Regions from separate parts of the Mus musculus genome. Here region 2 is linked to region 1. The links are chromatin contacts, called in public Hi-C maps. All regions are on one chromosome and are shown on one strand. Each heading gives the region's core, a stretch centred on a gene start, on an enhancer-like site or on the middle of the called end of the contact. The rest is flanking DNA. Distances are from core to core; before and after follow the strand shown.

What was found. Hi-C and Micro-C count contacts between places; a contact is called where the count stands out from the background.
Region 2: a Hi-C map of uterus shows a contact between it and region 1, with 7 times the contacts expected there. The contact joins two enhancer-like sites.

What each region holds. Positions count from the first base shown.
Region 1 is chr15:5,426,201-5,428,900 of GRCm38.p6, forward strand. It overlaps the pseudogene Gm46496. Among named protein-coding and RNA genes, the nearest start is that of 5430437J10Rik, 69 kb to the right of the region's middle. Within about 2 kb of position 1,336, at least 6 of the 459 cell types and tissues checked have an H3K27ac peak or open chromatin away from gene starts, as enhancers often do. A contact at or near this core is called in uterus, where this site is marked.
Region 2 is chr15:5,736,707-5,739,406 of GRCm38.p6, forward strand. No RefSeq gene overlaps it. Among named protein-coding and RNA genes, the nearest start is that of Gm41258, 64 kb to the left of the region's middle. Within about 2 kb of position 1,340, at least 2 of the 459 cell types and tissues checked have an H3K27ac peak or open chromatin away from gene starts, as enhancers often do. A contact at or near this core is called in uterus, where this site is marked.

The sequences.
Region 1 (2,700 bases), core at 86-2,585:
TTTCCTGTAACTCTTTAAGGGATTTTTGTGTTTCCTCTTTAAGGGCTTCTAGCTATTTACCTGTGTTCTCCTGTATTTCTTTAAGGGAGTTATTTATGCCCTTCTTAATGTCCTCTATCATCATCATGAGAAGTTATTTTAGATCTGAATCTTGCTTTTCCAGTGTGTTCGGGTATCCAGGACTTGCTATGGTGAGAATATTGGGTTCTGATGATGCCAGGTAACCTTGGTTTCTGTTCCTTATCTTTTTATGCTTGCCTCCCACCATCTGGTTATCTCCAGTGCTACCTGTCCTGGCTATGTCTGACTGGAGCCTGTCCTTTCTGAGATCCTGATTGTGTCAGAACTCCTCCAAGTCAAGCTGTCTCTGTGATTCTGTGATCCTGAGATCCTGGGTATGTCCGAGTTTCTGGGAGTCAAGCTGCCTTTGGGACCTTGAGATTCTGGTGTGACCAAGCTCCTGGGGACCTGTGATCTTCTGATCCTGGTGTGTTAGAGCGCCTTGGAGTGGAGCTACCTCCAGGTGTTGTGGGTCTGGCTGCGGACTTTGTGCCTGTGGTCTGCTCAGGGTGCTGGCCAAGACAGACCAGAAGGAGTGCAAACCTCAAAACCTCAGCTGGATCTCTGAAATTCACATACAAGTAGAGAAGTGACTCAACATGTACCAAGGTTTGGGGCTTTAGTGGTCTCATGCCCTGTGGACTACTGGCTTAGTGTCTGTCTCAATTAGGGTTACTATTGCTGTGATGAAACATGATGAGCAAAAGCAACGTGGGGAGGAAAGGGATTATTTCACTCACAGTTCCATAAAAAAAGCAGTGAGGGCAGAAACTGATGCATGTACCTGGAGGCAGGAGCTGATGCAGAGAACATGGAGGAGCGCTGATTCCTGGTTTGCCCATCATGACTTTTTTTCCCGCCATTAATTTATTTATTTGTTCACTTTAAATGTGGATCCCTGCCCCACACCTCTGGTCCCTCCATCCCAAGTCCTTTCTCTCTCCTCTTTCCCCTTCTCCTCTGAGAAGGTGGAGATATCCTGAGTAACCTTCCATCCTGACATATCAAGTCTCTACAGGCTCAGTCTGCTTTTTAATAGAACCTCGGACCCCCAGCCTAGAGTGGCACCAAGCAAAATGGATTGGGCCCTCCCCTATCCATCATTTATTAAGAAAATGCCTTACAGGCTTGCTACAGCCTTATCTTATGGAGACATTTTCTTAATTGAAGTTCTCTCCTCTCAGTGACTTTAGTTTGTGTCAAGCTGACATAAAACTGTCCAGCACAGTGTCCACACTGGGGCTCAGGATCAGTCAACTCTGTTCTTTGTGTGTCTACTCTGGGTCAATGTCCCCATGAACTTGGAGAAAATATTGCGCTGTCAGAAAGTAAAAGCACCCAAGCCTTTATTTAGTGTGCTGTTTGTGTTTCACAATAAATATTTATTACTTTAGAGAAAAGAAGTTTCTTTGTGTGTGGTATCCCTTCTTCCGGGAAAAAAAATGTTGAGATAAAAGGATATTTATTGGTTCTCACTGTTTATTTATTCTGAAAAGGAAAACAACCTCCCTATCTGGTAATAGTGACAGAACAGAGCCAAGGGTGTAGTGAGGTGATGACCACTTAGCCTGTGTCAGCGACACAATTCTTCAACACAACCTTGCCTTCACATGAGCACATAGCTACTCTGCTTTCGATTGTTCAAGTTTATGGCGCATCTCTCTTCTAGACCGTATGATCCTAGGAAGGTCACATCTGCTCTGAGCCACAGGCTCTCCATTTAAAACATACTAATTGGAGTTGTGACCTCCTGTGATTTTTCACGTACAATTACTGTAATTACCATCTTCTAAAGCCTTGAGCCTATTTTGGGGCGTGGGATGGGGAGTATATAAAAATCCCTTGAAATGCTTGAAGTATAAACAAAATTCCCCATGTTCCATGTGCTGTATAAGAGCAGATGGTGTTGAGATGGGCGCTTCTCTCTTAGCAGTGATCTTGGGAGGTCTGCTCTTCACTCATGGGACCCTCTGGACTGCAGAGCAGGGTTCTGCTATTGAGCAAAGGGATCTTCACTTCTTTCCTGTTTGTGCTTCTCTTCTAGTCTCTGTGTTATTTGCTCCTCCTTTTTTTTTTTTTTTTTGTCTTGTATCAACCTCTGAGCTTTGTGACTCTGCTTGGATCACTTATACTTCCATAATGTAATACCTACAGATTTATAATACACAGAAATGTATTTATCTGACTCATAGTTATGAAAATGTGTTGCTGGCATCTGGTGAGGGTCTTTGGCTACACCCCAACATGGTGCAATGCACCACTGCAGAGGCTGGGAGATGACATGACAGCAAGCTCATTAAAAACCCACTTCTTATGACAATGGCATCAGTTCTGAGTTCTCTCAGTTGTCTAGTCATCTCTTTTTTACTAGATATTTTCTTTATTAACATTTCAAATGTTATCCCCTTTTCAATTTTCCCCCCAGCCCCCCTATTCATCCCCCTCCCTCTGTTTCTATGAGGGTGCTCCCCCACCCACCCATCTACTCCTGCCTCCCTGCCCTGGCATTTCCCTACACTGGGGCATTGAGCCTCCACAGGACCAAGGACCTCTCCTCCCATTAATGCCTGACAAGGCCATCCTCTGCTACATATGCAGCTGGAGCCATGTGTACTCCTTGGTTGGTGGTTTAGTCCCTGG
Region 2 (2,700 bases), core at 90-2,589, 310 kb after region 1:
TAGGCTTCTTTTATGTTCATGGTCATCTCTTTCTTTAGGTTTGGGAAGTTTTCTTGCATAATTTTGTTGAAGATATTTGCTGGCCCTTTAAGTTGAAAATCTTCACTCTCATCTACTCCTATTATCCGTAGGTTTGGTCTTCTCATTGTATCCTTGATACCCTGTATGTTTTGAGTTAGGATCTTTTTTCATTTCCATTTTCTTTGATTGTTGTGCCAATGTTCTCTATGGAATCTTCTGCACCTGAGATTCTCTCTTCCCTCTCTTGTATTCTGTTGCTGATGCTCACATCTATGGTTCCTGATTTCTTTCCAAGGTTTTCTATCTCCAGCGTTGCCTCACTTTGGGTTTTCTTTATTGTGTCTACTTCCCTTTTTAGGTCTAGTTTGGTTTTGTTCATTTCTGTCACCTGTTTGGATGTGTTTTCCTGTCTTTCTTGAAGCACTTCTACCTGTTTCTGTGTGTTTTTCAGTTTTTCTTTAAGGACTTTTAGCTCTTTAGCAGTATTCTCCTGTATTTCTTTAAGTGAGTTATTAAAGTTCTTCTTGATGTCCTCTACCATCATCATGAGATATGCTTTTAAATCTGGGTCTAGCTTTTCAGGTGTGTTTGGGTATCCAGGACTGGCTGAGGTGGGAGTGCTGCGTTCTGATGATGGTGAGTGGTTTTGGTTTATTAGTAAGATTTGTATGTTTGACTTTCGCCATCTGGTAATCTCTGGAGTAACTTGGTATAGTTGTCTGCTTAGAGCTTGTTCCTTTTTTGATTCTGTTAGCCTCTGTCAGCAGACCTGGGAGACTAGTTCTCTCCTGAGTTTCAGTGGTTAGAGCGCTCTTTGCGGGCAAGCTCTCCTCTTGCAGGGAAGGTGCACAGATATCTGGTATTTGGACCTGCCTCCTGACGGAATATGAAGGCCCGAAACTGTTTCTGCCTCAGAAGCTGTGTGGCTTCTCCCTGTCCCAGAAGCTGTTAGCTTCTCTAGTCCACACTCTCACCTGTGTAGACTACTCTCAGAGAGATCTGGGAACCAAGATGTGTCTCCAGGTGCTCTGGCAAAGCCTTCCCAGGTGGGGCAGACACCTCTCCTCTGGTAGTGAAGATGTCCGATGTCTGGAGCCTGAAATGGGGTCTGCTTCAGAAGCTGTGTGGCTTCTACCTTTCCCAGAGGCTGTGTAGCTTCTGTAGTCCAAACTCTCACCTGTGCAGACTAGTCTCAGAGGGATCCGGGAACCAAGATGGCTCCCCCAGGTGCTCTGGCAAAGCCCTCCTGGGTGGGGCGGACACCTCTCCTCTGGCAGGGGAGGTGCCCGGATGTCTGGAGCTCGAAACGGGGTCTGCCTCTGAAGCTGTCCTGTAGGATGACCCGGTGCCTGTGCCGACTGGAAGGGACTTGTAACCCTGGTCAGGCTGGGTTTTCTCCTTCACTAATGCTGTCTCAGGTCCCACACAATTGGAATGGAACAGAAGTTGTGTTCTACTAACAAGAGGTTCTAAGATCTCTTGGAGAGTTCTCTAGGGACCTTGGGGGTGTCTTCTGACTCCGTGCCTGGGTGACCCTGTGCTGGTGCTGACCATAAGGAACTTGTGACCCTGGTCAGGCCGGTTTTTCTGCTTCCCTAATGCTGTCTCAGGTCCTGCACGACTGGATTGGAACAGAAGTTGAGTTTCACTCTCCAGAGGTCCTAAGATCTCGTGAGAGTCCTCTAGGGACCTTGGGGGTGTCCGCCAACTCCGCCCCAAGGTAGCCCAGTGCTGGTGTCGACCAGGAGGGATCTTGCAGTGTTTTATAATTTGTCCTGAACAATGGCATCCCAGAGTGAGGAAATGTTGATTAAGTTCTGACAGTATAACAATAGCAAACACTTAGAGTGAGTATTATTCCCCATTTAAAACAAGTCCCCAAGAATAGCTGGACATTTCTGACCGATCTTTAATAAAAGTGAGTCAACTAACTTAAAGGCATTCAGGTCCAAGAACGCAGTGGATTTCGACAGGTGCCTAAGCAGGCAACATATATCAGTCAACAAAGAAATTATCTAGAGTAATTGAGCAGAAGTTTTATAAGTTGATAAACGTTGAATGTGAGCTTATGTGGCCAAGTAAAACCCTTGTACTTCATAGCAAAAGGAAATCATACTCAGACGTTCACCCACTTCCACAAAAGATCATGGGCTTTGCAGACAGTGTAGAGCAAATCTCTATTAGTTCATTTGTGTTGTCATGACAACAAGGCAGAATAATTTATAGAGAACAATTAAGTAAACTGAAAAAGGAAAATTTGCCTTTTAAAGAAAATCTGTCTCTACAGCACCATTTCTTACATCAAATCATATATCTCAGCTTATTTAATGGCAGTCCTTGTGGCTCAAATTGTAGGCTTTGACATGAGATAAACAATTTGACTTTCCCCTCCTAGATCTTTGAAACTTTCTTTACAGATTATACTTTTTCTCATATGGTCTGCAGGTCATGTCTGGTGATTTCTGAGAATGTATGCAGTATTCCATAAGTTCAATATGTTGGAAACATACATTGCTTATGTGTTGATTTCTAAAGAGCAAATCAGCTCCGTGCTGCTTTGTCACTGCTGTTTATCTGTAAGTCATTGACATGCAATGGCTAAACAATTCTGGAGAAGTCACACTTATCACCAATTATATTGCATTCTATTGCTTCATAGCTCATGCAGATCTGCCACTC